Regions from separate parts of the Mus musculus genome. Here regions 2, 3 and 4 are each linked to region 1. Evidence: chromatin contacts called from public HiChIP or PLAC-seq and promoter capture Hi-C data. All regions are on one chromosome and are shown on one strand. The core of a region is the stretch at or near the end of the contact, and the rest is flanking DNA. Distances in the headings are between cores, read along the strand shown. Region 1 holds the start of Acat2 (acetyl-Coenzyme A acetyltransferase 2). Region 2 holds the start of Phf10 (PHD finger protein 10). Region 3 holds the start of Pdcd2 (programmed cell death 2). Region 4 holds the start of Fam120b (family with sequence similarity 120, member B).

The links. HiChIP or PLAC-seq counts read pairs in DNA pulled down with a chosen protein or histone mark. Capture Hi-C pulls out chosen DNA fragments and counts their contacts.
Region 2: an H3K4me3 HiChIP or PLAC-seq map of the 230-238 cell line shows a contact between it and region 1, with 13 times the contacts expected there. The contact joins the promoter of Phf10 here to the promoter of Acat2 in region 1. A contact is called at or near these places in 1 of 39 promoter capture datasets (the C10 cell line), 4 of 115 datasets of contacts at active chromatin or transcription factors (the 230-238 cell line, astrocytes, embryonic stem cells and 1 more) and 1 of 9 other capture datasets (adipose tissue).
Region 3: an H3K27ac HiChIP or PLAC-seq map of embryonic stem cells shows a contact between it and region 1, with 12 times the contacts expected there. The contact joins the promoter of Pdcd2 here to the promoter of Acat2 in region 1. A contact is called at or near these places in 1 of 39 promoter capture datasets (hippocampal neurons), 2 of 115 datasets of contacts at active chromatin or transcription factors (astrocytes and embryonic stem cells) and 1 of 9 other capture datasets (liver).
Region 4: a contact with region 1 is called in a promoter capture Hi-C map of liver. The contact joins the promoter of Fam120b here to the promoter of Acat2 in region 1. A contact is called at or near these places in 1 of 39 promoter capture datasets (the C10 cell line) and 1 of 9 other capture datasets (liver).

Annotation. Positions count from the first base shown.
Region 1 is chr17:12,959,197-12,962,419 of GRCm38.p6, forward strand. It overlaps Acat2 (acetyl-Coenzyme A acetyltransferase 2), which reads right to left and starts at 1,529. Exons shown (of 9, transcript NM_009338.3): 1 at 1,413-1,529; 2 at 799-933. The coding sequence starts at 1,467. It also overlaps the pseudogene Gm15946.
Region 2 is chr17:14,959,427-14,962,664 of GRCm38.p6, forward strand. It overlaps Phf10 (PHD finger protein 10), which reads right to left and starts at 1,834. Exons shown (of 12, transcript NM_024250.4): 1 at 1,685-1,834; 2 at 1-99. The coding sequence starts at 1,768.
Region 3 is chr17:15,525,987-15,529,211 of GRCm38.p6, forward strand. Pdcd2 (programmed cell death 2) reads right to left here and starts at 1,315. Exons shown (of 6, transcript NM_008799.2): 1 at 1,005-1,315; 2 at 387-626. The coding sequence starts at 1,287.
Region 4 is chr17:15,394,911-15,397,922 of GRCm38.p6, forward strand. Fam120b (family with sequence similarity 120, member B) reads left to right here and starts at 1,336. Exons shown (of 11, transcript NM_024203.3): 1 at 1,336-1,650.

The sequences.
Region 1 (3,223 bases), core at 279-2,778:
CAATGATCCTTTATATATATATATATATATATATATACAGATGTTGCATAATCTAGGAGGTGGGGATCTGATGTCAAAACAATTCTAGCCCCAAATGTTTCAAAAAACAATATTCAACTGGCACACATACAAATGGTCTCAGACAGAGTAAGAGCAGAACTTGGTATTGAATATTAACAATTTTCTCTACAGTTGATTCAAATGTGTGCTGAGGGAGCACAGGGCAGGGCAGGAGTGGGAACTCATGACCACATGCATGCTAACCACACACTTCACCACTGAGCTATACACCCAGGCCCCAAACCAATCATCAACATCAGTAGTCACTGATCTCCAAGCCCAGCAGGAATCAGAGCTATGATGAAGCATTCTTAGACTCTCCTGCCTTCCTCCGGACAGTCCCCTGGAGTGAGGGACAGCTGATCTCCTGACAAAGTGGACCAGGGTAGAGCTGCTCTGCTGCAGCCCCACTCGCAGCTGTGGCACAGTGCCAGGCCCACACACTTTTATTGACTGTGTGACATGTTAGGGGTATGTGGAGGACTGTGAATACTTTGCTGTGCTTCTAACAATGCAAAGGCGATACAGTCCCGTGGTCTAAGATCACTCACCGAAAAGGCTTGTAAAGGAGCTGTGACTTCAGCCAGAGGAAGGAGGAGGGACAGAAAGAATCCTAGCAGAGAGAACTCCAAGCAAAGCAATGTATGGTGGTGGTGGTGTGTGTGCGCGCACACACACACATATAAATAAATGCTGTTTCTAGTGAACCAGATCTGTCCTGGGCTACTGAGGAGTTACCTGCCGTCAAGACATGTCCAAATATGACCTCGGACACCTCTTCTGGAGCCACCTTGGCCCTCTGCAGGACTTCTTTGATGACAGTTGTCCCCATTTCGTGGACAGGCACGGTGGACAGGGCACCATTGAAGGAGCCTACAATGGAATGGGGAAGAGGGAAGGAATCTGAACCAAGAGCACACTGAGGACCACCGAGGGGGAGAAGGGGTCACATGCATTCCAAATAAAAACGGCTGGAGCCGAGGCGGGCAAAGGCGATGGTGACTTCCAGAACAATGCCAAAGCCAAGGCCTGCCTGGAGGAGCAGCTCAGACCACCATCTCTCGGGCCCCCGACACCACAGCGTGATCAATGGTGCACCGCCGAACAGACCAATCAGCGATCAGGAGAGAGAGCGCGTCCCAACGTTATCTAATAGGTGAGCCTGGCAGAGCGGTGGCTCTACTGCGAGGAGCCAATCGCAGCACGAGGGGCGGGTCCGCGGGCAAGGCGCGGGGCACCGCGAGCTGTGGAGTCTGTGGCCGGCCGCCCCCTCCCCGTCACGAGAGCCCGAGTCTCCGCGATCATGTCGGGAAGGAGGGTCACAGGCTGAAGTGACCTCGCGGGACACTCACCTATAGCGGTGCGCGCCGCTGAGACGATGACCACGGGGTCTGAGCCCGCATTCATCTTGTCGCTCTGGTCTCTGCTAGCTCTCAGCCTTGTCCTGTCTGCGACTGAGGTAAAACTTCCTCCAGCCTGACAGGCTGTGCTGGGGGGGGCGGAGCTATGGCCTCCACGCCACGCCTCCTCACGCCTGCGCAGGAAGCTGGTAGGGCTAAGTCCCAGAATTGTGTAAGATGGAGACTCTTTGGTTTGGTATGGGGTAGATGGTGTCTACCCAACCTAGGTGTGTCGGGTTAGGGTGGGGTGTGGAGGATCCAGGGATGTTGGGTTGGAGGTAGACAGCCTAGGGGTGTCGAAGAGCGATGCGGTGTGCAGACGGTCTAGGGGTCATAGGTGGAGTCGGGTCCAAGGGTAAGGCTTTCCTCCAGGTGACACTGGAACCTAGCCTAACCTTTCCTACATAGGCATCTCCCGTTTCTTCTGAAGGTTCTTCTCAGCGCTGACAGCTTCTGAGTGGGTAGCCTCCTTGCTAACAGAGATCCTTAGGGCAGTGGATCTCTACTGTCCAATCCTCTCGGACTTATTATTCAGCCAAAGACAGAATCTGCCAGACTCTACTTACCTCTCTGCCTTGTGTCATTCTCATGCCTTTTGCAGGCTCCCTCTGGCCACCCCCCAGTCCCAGCCCTAGCACTATCACAGGTCACCTGCAGTGTCCCCAGTGTTTTGAAAGGAGAGTCATCCTGGTTTGCTTCTGCAGCTTGCTGGTCTACAGAGAATGCCATCTGTTTAGGAAAGCAGAATCCTGTGGTGGAAGGAAAGGCTTTCTAGGCAAGTCTTGCCCTCAGTGGGGACAGTGGACAGTGAAGTAAGAGAACTGCGCCACAGATTGTAGGAAAGGAAAACAAACCTAACAACAACAACCCGGTAAGCTGGGATATCCTCCTGAAATGTAAAGCAACCTGAAAAAAATAGTATTTTGAGAGAGGTGGATGGATCAAAGTAGGTTCTAGAGATGAGGCTAAATTCTAGATTATGTCCTCTGTTTCCTCAAGGGTCCAAGAAATGCAAGGGACTTCCCATGGTTTCCTCCTCCTCCTCCTCCTCCTCCTCCTCCTCCTCCTCCTCCTCCTCCTCCTCCTCCTCCTCCTTCTTCTTCTTCTTTTTGGTTTTTCGTGACAGGGTTTCTCTGTATAGCCCTGGCTGTCCTGGAACTCACTTTGTAGACCAGGCTGGCCTCAAACTCAGAAATCTGCCTGCCTCTGCCTCCTGAGTGCTGGGATTAAAGGCGTGCGCCACCACGCCTGGCTTAATAATTTATTTTTATGTGTCTTTGCTTGCATGCATGTATGCATCCTTGCATGTGAGCCTAGTGTCTGCAGAGGCAAGCAGAGGATGCTGGACCCCAGGAACTGGAATTGCAGACAGTCGTGAGCTATCATATGGGTGCTAGCTACCAAACCCTGTTCTCTGCAGGAGCAGTAGTGCTCATCACCACTGTGTCACCTCCCTAGCCCTCTGTTTTCCCACTACTCTGGCCACTCTTCAGTTCCCTTTGTGGCCTTACTCTCACTGCCCCTCACCCAACATGCCACAGCATGTCCACCCCATCCTGTCAGTTACCCCCATTATGCTGACAACTCTGGAATCCTTCTTTTAATTTTGTTGCCTGTGAGCAGACTGGCTCTCTCAATTTAAACTTTCTATAAAAAACAACTTATGACATCTAACCCAAACTCGTGTTTACCTCTTCAGCTTATTTCTTTTGACTGAAGAACGTCTCAGTGAGTGGTGTGAGGCTCTGTTAGCTAAGCTAGAA
Region 2 (3,238 bases), core at 584-3,083, 2.0 Mb after region 1:
TTGACTTGAAGTCTCACAACTTCTTGAGCTGTCTCCTGAGCCCATTCGCCTCCTTTTACATGGATGGGTCCCATCATTTGAGTTATCTTCATTATCATCCTGTACATTTAAATGATTAAAAAATTAGAAAATTTAAGAATGAATAAAACTAAAATCTGACCTTTAATCGAAATGAAATTAAATTTTCAACTGTATTTTAAATGTACTCTGCTTTCACTTTCTTACCAACTAGATTGTGTTCAAACATCTGCTTTTTAGTAGCCACACCACTTTAAAAATCAAAGCAAGCCTTCCTATTTGAGCTGGGAAATAAATACTAGTAAGTTTCATAGTACCCTTCAGCTTACAACTGGCCCCCCGGAGGCGCATTTTAATTAGCTACTTTGGAGATGAAGAAGGACTGGATACAGGTTACCACGTCTAACTACATTCCTTTTCTTCTGCGGCAGAAATTCAACACTTTGTGATAAACTCATAGGAGATATAGGTTGTTGAGCCATTCCATTAAGGAAATAAGTAATCAAATGTTTTAAAAACAATTCATTACGTTAATTAATAGGCTTAAACTCCTATTTTTTTTTTAAATCAAGGTACTATAGCTCCTAACACTACTACTCTTACTATAAATTTCAATAAAGGCCCACGGAAGGGAATGAAAAGGCAGCACAGGCTAGCATGCCAAGTCAGCATGGCACTGCGGGCTGCCAGAGAATCTTACTGAGCACTGCCCTCCACCAGCTGTGTGCTGCAAGCTTCTCCCCAGTCCTAAAGCCTAGGTGGCTGATGCAAGGATGCAGTGAAGTGATCACATAAGAGCCAGGTAGCACATAGCTGTCTGATATATGTTAACGTTGTGATTAGCAGTGACTTTATATTTCATTATGTCTCCAGCACCTAGGAATTTACTAAAATTACTTTCCAAATTAAAAAAGAACATAGAAATCATTCCCCTTTTCACTCTTCAAGAATGAAATCAAGTAGACTTAATATTCCCTTTTAAAGCTAACAATCAAGAAGTTGAAAGATAATTAAATTTCTTAGTATGTTTTTCACTGTATTCATGGTCCATACTGGCTTGACACCGTTAATTTTAAGCACTATTTTATTAATTTGTGGACATTTTAAGGATTTCTGTATGTCAATACTTTTACTTAAAAACAATGATCCTCTCGAAAAGAAACAATAACGGAAGTTGACACAGAGTTTACCAGCTCACAACTGTAGGAATCCTAAGGGCTACGTTCCAGGTAAGGCCCTCCCCTCCGCACCATCCTCGGTCAGGACAGGGAGCCAGCAGCCCCCTGCGAGCAGTCAGAGACCCCACCAGGGAGGACCGGCACGTGGCGGGGGCCACCTCGGCTGGCCGGGTCTGTGGGTGTGAAACCACGTTCTGCCAACTCGGGACCCCGAGCGCACGTCCCGCTCAGCGTCTCCCCGACTGAGATCCCCAAGGCCGCCAACTTTTCCGACTTTCCCAGGCTGGGGGCGCTTCGTCTCAAGCACTCTTCCCGAGTCCCCCGGTCCCAGCTATTCCCGGACAACTTCCCACCCCGCCGCGCAGGTCTCCCCGACGTCCGCGCCCACTGTCCGCCGCACTTGTTGCTCCAGGACCCGCCGCCCGGTCTCCTCTTCTCTCCCGAGCCCGGCCTGGGCCGCTGCCCCTTGGGCAGCGCGCTCCGCTCACCTTTGGGGACTGCGCTCCGGGGGAGGCCGGGTCGCTGTCGCACCGCCCCGGGGACAGCGCCGCCCCGGGCCCGGCCGCTGCCATCAGCCCAAGCGCCCCGCGCCTCCGTCGTCGTCGCCGCCTTCGCCTAGTCCCAGCGGCCGCCGCCGCCGCCGCTGCCGCCGCTGTCGCGCGGGCCGCCCGGCGCCCCGGCCCCGCCCCCTCCGCCCGCCCGCCCGGGGGCCGGCCCCTGCCGCCGCGCGCCCCGCGGCCCGCCAGCGCCACCGCCATGGCCGCCAGCGCGCTGCCGGCCGGGACCCGCACGCCGCTCACGTCAGCCGGCCGCAGCTGCGCGGCTCCGCCGGCCTCGGCCGGGGCCTTGCCGCCTTGCCGCCTTCACCCGGCGCGCCGCGCCCGGCCTGAGCTCCGCTGGCCAGCCACCGCCTCGGTCCCGGCCCCACCCGGGTTCCTGGCCGCCTGGCGAGCTCGCTGCCGCCCCTTCCCTGCGCCCCCGGCCCGGCCCTCCGCGTCAGCCGCGGCTCCGCGCCGCCCCGCCCCGCCGCGGTCCCGCCCCCTCCCCTCCTCCGCTGCGCGTCAGCCGGGGGTCCTCAGTCGGCGGTGCCTGCCTTGTCCCCACCTGGGTCCCTAGCCCCTCCCCTCAAAGATGTGTCTTCACCACGCTTGTTCTCCAATCCCTCCCCCGTACCCAGCTCCTCCCCTCAGCCCGGGGTCGCCACCACGCCGCCGTGTCCTCCCCACTCCCGATCATCAGCACCTTAGCTGAGGGTCCCTACCGCGCGGTATCCTCCCACCAACCCCACCCCTACCGGTCCCCAGCCCCTCCTCTCAGCCCGGGGTCTCCACAGCCGCGGCGACCTCCCCTTCTCCACCAGGGTCCTCGCTCCCTTCTGTAAATGAAGGATTAGTGTCCTCAGCCCACTTCCTCCTCTCTCGCAGCCCTTAGGGTCAACCACCCCAGGAGCTCCGCCTCCTCCCTCTTTGAGATCCCCTTCTCCTGAGTCCTTTCTGACTTCTCCACCCCACCTCTCCATCTTCACTCCACACACCCCAGGATCCCCAAGGCGCTCTTGGCTCATTTGTTCTACAACTGCTTCTCCTGTGACCTTGGCGTAGTGGCCCCCATGGCCACGGGAAAAGTCACAGCAGCACTCAGGTTGAACGGAACCCAGTCAGGCAAGGAGAACATAGGGAAGGTTCCCAAAATCATATGACAGAGTCAGCACAGTCACCTGCAGGACACAGGATTGGGAATTCCTGGAAATGGAAGCCAATTGTCCAATGGTGTTTGGACAGGATTTATATTGATGTTAGTGCTTAGACTTCGCCACAGGAAAGGCCGTACCCCACCCTTTGAAAAGAGCACCAGGAAGACAACAGGTCCAATGGACAAAGGCAAGGGGCAGAGAGGCAGGCCTACATCCCCCACCCCCCATCCCCTCCACTCCCCACAACACTTCCAAGAATGTAGGGGACCAAACCAGAAAAGGTGGTGGTGATCTAGCTCTTGGATTTTAGAATTCGAGTTCCCTTTCACAGCCACAGCTTCTAGCTCCA
Region 3 (3,225 bases), core at 65-2,564, 2.6 Mb after region 1:
ACTAACCAGTACCCCAGAGCTCGTGTCTCTAGCTGCATATGTAGCAGAAGATGGCCTAGTCGGCCATTACTGGGAAGAGAGGCCCCTTGGTCTTGCAAACTTTATATGCCCCAGTACAGGGGAACACCAGGGCCAAGAATCAGGAGTGGGTGGGTAAGGGAGCAGGGCTGGGGGGGGGGGGGGGGGTATAGGGAACTTTCGGGATAGCATTTGAAATGTATATAAAGAAAATATCTAATAAAAAAATAAAGCTGGTTGTGTTTTAGATTAGCGAAGTGTTCATGTTACCAGTTCCTAAAACTTTTAAAGTATGTTTTCTAATTTCAAGTTTAACCAGAAACTGGAGTACCTCAGTTGACAGAGACGGTAAGGCTAAGTTGTCTTACCTGACTGTGTACAAGCCTGCTTGTGTCCCAGCCGCCAGTCTAATGTCTGATGCTCCTTGCTGCAGTAATGTGCCTGTTTGCACCTAGAGCATGTCATAGGGGCCAAGCAACCACAAACCCGACAGAGATGGGCTCCAGACTTGAGCTGGAGGCACACACATTCCGTACCCAAAGCTTCTGTTTCAGAAGGGGGCTCATAGGAGTAGAATGCGTTGTTCCTTGGTAGCTGATTACGAAAAACTGAAATGAAGAGGAGAAAGGGGTACGTGAGATTATCTTTCCGTGAAACAAAATAATTGAAACATTTGAACCGTTTTCGGTGCTTCACCTCATAAAACCTCATTTAAGGAAAACCTAAGGTTTTTGCTTTCGGGGTGGGGGGGCGGTTTTTATATGAAAGGGAATAAAAATAAAAGCTAAAGAGCTTTTAAACCCGGGAAGAGTTCCGTCTGACAAGAGAAATTGGCTTTAAGGAGTCCGTGCCCAGGATGAAAGGGACACGATTCTAAGACAATTCCGGTACCTGAATACAACCACTCGCGCCAACCGATCGTCCTACGTCCAGGGTTCAGCCCCCGTGGCAACCCTCGCCCGGGTCCTGTCCCGGCGGCCGCTCACCTCGCAGGCCGGCGCAGCACGGCGGCTCGCGACAGCAGAAGAGAAAGAGGCTGCGGTGGAAGGCGTCGTCCCGGCCCGGCAGCGGTGCGTACACCTGCAGCAGGAAGGCGAGCGGGCGGCCGCAGCGCGCACACGCCAGCGCCCCGGGCCCCGGCAGCTCCGCCAAGCCCAACCACGCGGGCCGCCCGCCCACTTTGCTGGGAAACTGCTCGCTGCGCAGCCTCCAGGCCGGTGCCTCCTCGGCGAAGCCCAACTCCACAGGACCAGGGGCGGCTGCAGCCATGCTCGCAGCAGGACTCTGCCACCAGGCCGGAAGAGGGCGGTCACGTGTTAGGCCGGAAGGCGGGAGGCGGGGTCAGATCTCGAGCTGGGACCGGACTGGAGGTAACCCTATAGGCAGGAAGCAAAAGTGAATAAAGGACGCTGGTGAGCAAGACTACCTCCATCGAACTGTCACTGTTTCTGGGGATCCGAAGGCCGGAAGCTCTTCAGACCTCTGAGATTAGGGTGTCGGTTGTAGATCCTCAGGTTGGAGTGAGGGAAGTGGGGGCATTCTCAGCACTCGGGGACAAAAGACAAACTTTAATTAGTTCGCAGCTGTAGCCTTTCGCTATTGGGTAAGAGACTCAGCCCGGATCAGAAACATTTCATGGTTTATGCCGTTAGATATTGTCATAATCTTTGTGATTATCTTAGAGTGGTCTTTTAAAATCTCTGCTTCAAAAGAGGTTTTTCCCGGAGCTGAGCAAGTTTTACAGAAGCTGAATTTTCAGATTTTTATTATGACAGTTTCTCTAGCAAATGGAACTTGCTAAGTGGATATTGGTGGTGGTCACTTCTTAAGGGAGAACAAATGCGTGCTTCCTTTGGAAGAGAAAGGGGCAAGTAGGCTTCCCAAAGCAGAAGTTAGCAGTTTAGGTTATTCTGTTATCTCAGAACAGAGAGTTTCTTATTCTCTTATCTTAGTTTTATGAAACTGAATACATCCTAAGTAATGTCGCCAATCATAATTAATGTTGAAGTTTGCTATTTTTATCTTCTCTTTCAAAGGGAGGCTCTGTTCTCCTGTGGAAGAATTGAGGTTGGGGGCGAACCCACACAGACCCTTGAAACCTGTCCTCATGCAGTTAAAGGATGTTCAAAACTGGGGTGGAGGAGAAAGATGACCGGATACAGTTGAGGAGGAGCACTCGAAACAAACGTAAATCATAGCGCTCTGCTTCACACAGTTGGGTGCTCCCATACTCGCTGCCCTGTGTGTTGGATTTAGACAGGAAGCAAGATGTAAAGACAAAACAACAGTGGGTTTTTTGGCTAGTGTAAACAAGAATTCCTGGAAAGGAGCTGTCTACAAAGTCTGGTTAACTAATAAAACTTTTTGACTTTGAAGAGTTTAGAATCTTTAGAAATGGTACTATTTCTCTTGGGTTGTCTTTAGCCCCTTAAAGATACCTTAGTGGCCGCTTTTGTGTCAGACCTAACACCTTGATAAACAGATAAAGACTATTGGACTGTATTAACAAAATGCTATTCTCCACCAATCAAAAGGCTAACAATGCTATCAGATGGTGTCTCAGGTCTGTACTGAGATTCCTCTGTAACTACTTAATGTTTCCACAAATGCATTCATTGTTAAAATACCTTGATTTCAAATTTCCTTTTTGTTCTGTTACTATAAAAACTCCATGAAAGTGCTTCCACACTGGAACATATAGTACTTGGGAAGACATGAATATATGTTCCCGGGCTACGATCATTCAAATTTGGCTCCGAATGAACTTTTAACTCCCTTTGAGGTGAGAGCTGTAGTTTTTGCGTCAATATTCGTAATGGAACTGAATGAAGTGGGTTCCCATCTTGGTTCGTGCAGAGCCAAATAAAGCCCACCCAAGACAGAAGAGTGAGCACATCAGTGGCCTTGCTGAACAACACAATCAAGTAGATTTTATTTATGTGAAATAGGAGGCTTCATTCCTGAGGAGTTTAGAGGGGTCAGCCTATTTCTGAACTTGCTGAGTTAAAGAGCATGCTTGTGATCTTGCTCAATTTAAGGTAACTTTAAATCCTCCTCCACTTCCCTTTTTCTTTCAGACACAGTGTTTCCACGTGTTGTATAAGTCAGACCTTGAGACCAAACTACATCGGAAAGTTGGAGAATTTGTCTTTATTATGTTGGCAAGCCTACTTGGCAGACACATAAATCTACTGCTCTGAGGAGTTC
Region 4 (3,012 bases), core at 86-2,585, 2.4 Mb after region 1:
CTGAAGGTTCCTCAGCCTGTTGTCAGGGCAACTGTAATGATTACTGCTCTATTCTAGCTACCAATGTCCAGAGAAGACTTCACGGCAACTGTAGATGCCACAGAGACTTTGTTTCAGTCAGGGGAACCATTACAATCAACCACCACCCAGCAGTTTCATGGCCTTGGGAAACTGACCATGACACCTTGAGATGGCTCTTAGATCACCCTACTCAGTGACCCCAGCCCAATGGCAGTATACAGGAGAAAGTTTTTTGTTGTGGTTGTTTGCTTTGCTTTGTTTTTCTGCAAGTTGCCCCTGTGCTGCCAATAAAATTTACTCCAAGTGGTACTGATGCCTCCTTGTAGTCTTGATCCCGGGTAGGGTAGCTTGCGTCGGTTGCATAAAGAACAGGTACAGCACCCAACAGAAACCAATAGAGGGCTGTTGTAGAGGCCATGGAGTGCTAAGACTGTGAAGGACTACGGGAGTGTTGGGAAAGTATAGCATAGAGGAGAACAGAAACTGCAAAAGATAAAACACTACTGAATGCAAGCGCCAGCTGCTCTAAAGAGTCCCAGAAAGTCACCGAGTTGCTACCTCTGGCAGCTGAGGACGCATCCTGGAGCTGTAAAGCTAAAGGCAGAGAACCCCTCTACCATAAGGCTAGCACAAGCTGTGACTCAACAGCTAAAACTGTAATCTTGAGATCCAAATGTTTCCAGCACCCCAAGTTGGGGGCTACCGACACAAAGGATGCTTTAGCTTATTGGAGATTTCCATCCAAAATACTAGACAGCCTGAATGTAGCCCACAAGGATGGCCACTTCACCCAATAAAATGACCAGCATTATTGCCTATGACAACTCTGTAAGTGGACTCTCGGCCCTTGATGCTCCTTGTCCAAGCTGTGCCGCCTTTCAGTACTGGTACTCCTAAGGGGATTCAAGACCAAACCAGGATCCTCGCAGCTTCCCATACTCTGCGTGGTTGCAAGCTGTGGTCTGTGGCATTTAAAAGGGTTTCCAGTGACTATCCGCTGCAGCCTGTGTGCGTGCATTACCGGAGCAAGGCACCCAGTGCTAGTGCAGGCTGCCACTCAGCCTGAAGACTTAGCCTATGGGACAAACACACTTTTCCCAGTCCGGCTATCCAGCGGCGTGCAGGCGTCCTAGGCTATTCCCCGGTTGCTAGGCAACGGGTTAAAGCTTCCTTCTTCCTGGGTGCCACCCACTTCGCCTCCCGCTCTAGCGCTTGCGTACTACATCCCTTTCGTCTCTTCGTCCTTTACTTCCAGTTATATAAGCACAAGCTTCACTTTGTCTAACCAGACACTTCTCCGGGCGGAAGTTCAATAACGGAAGCGGAAGTGAGCACGCCGTAGACTGTGGGTCTGAAATCTGGTTGACGCAGTCTGCGGCCACTGCTGAGCTTTGGGTAGGCCAGGCTGGGGAATCGGCCCTGGATCTCTGCTGTCGCATCTCCCTACCCCAGACTCCTTCCAGCATCAAGTCCACTATCCTCGCCGTGGCCACGCCCCTCCGCATCCTGGCTTCTCTGCGTCCTGGCTGTTCCTCCCTGGGTGGAGGGGAGAGGCAGCCATCCACTTGCAGGTGGAGCGGGGTGGAGACTCTTCCTGAGCCCAGCTGCAGGACACTGAGGACCAGCGAGGTAGACTCTCAGACTCTGGTAGCGGCTGGGGAGGGAAGAACTGGTAACTGGAAACCAGGTTGGGAGGTTGTAGGACCTTAAGTGATGGAGAGGCGAAGGGGCTGGGCCTCAGCTGTGTTGAGTTCCTCTGGGGAGGGGACCATCCGTTTGATTTCGGCCTACATATGCTCTCAGATCTTTCCACCTTAGGGACTTGCTGTTACCCACGTCCAATGTCTCTCATCATTTTCCCTATCTCCCATCCATTAGAGGATAGCTCCTGACCTCGACTGACATTAGGTTAGTGTACGAACGCCTGGCTACTTTTTTCTTTACCTGTTTTTGAAAGGCACCAGCAACTGATGCGTTATTTCTCTTGCCCCCACCTTGACTATAGCACCTCCCAGTTTAAAAAAAATATCTGTTCAGCCAGTCTTCCAGACGTTTATATCTGTGAACACCTTTGGCCCCCCCCAAAAAACTTACGTGGAGAGCATTTGAAATCATTTATTTTCCACACTCAAAGACTCTACTCTTATCTCTGAACTGGAGTCTGGATATATTTATGGAACTGATAATGAAAAGTTCACGAATCCAAGCTTTGGCTTCGGAGTCCTTGATTTCAGTGTACTGTGAATACAACACCCCTCTGTTCATAATTATAGAGCCTTTACAACTTGCTATTTATCTTATGTTGCTGCTTTGCAAGTGTTCTTGTCCCAGTTTTCCCCTCCCCATTTCCACCATCTTCAAGGTGTGCTTGGTATTTGAAAGAAAGGCCTGGTCATTGGGTAGAGCATTGTAACTTCTGTGTTGCAGATACTAAACTAATTTCATTTACTTTCTGAGTTGACTCCACCTTGGTAAGAAGGATGCATTCCACATAATGCTATCAATTGTTGCTACAGAACTTAATACCAAGTATAAATAGTTTTAATTTTATTGTTAGGCATTATTTCTCTCCATCGCTCTCTCTGGCTATAATGGGAGTCTATAAACTGTGAATTGGTTCTTGATCTCACTTAATACATCCATCTGCCCCTGGTTTTATTCATTTATTTTTTCCAAATAAGCATTGATCCTAGCGTATGGGAGACATTTCAGGGTAGAAAAGCCCACCCTACTGCTTGGAATTCTCAGAGCTCTCAGGCTGTATTTTGAGCAGCCTACAAGGACGACTATGTTGTAGGAGTAGGAGTGAGCTATTTGGAGAGTTTCCTTGTCTCAGCATCTATTTACTTCTTATATGCCTATTAAGACTTAACCTGTTGTCTAGCTGTAAAATTCCTAATTTATTTGTATGTTGGTTTTTTTTTTTTCAGTCATCTTGTAATAACTCCTTTAGGGAACAAAGAACTTCATTACATGCTTTTAGCAATAAAG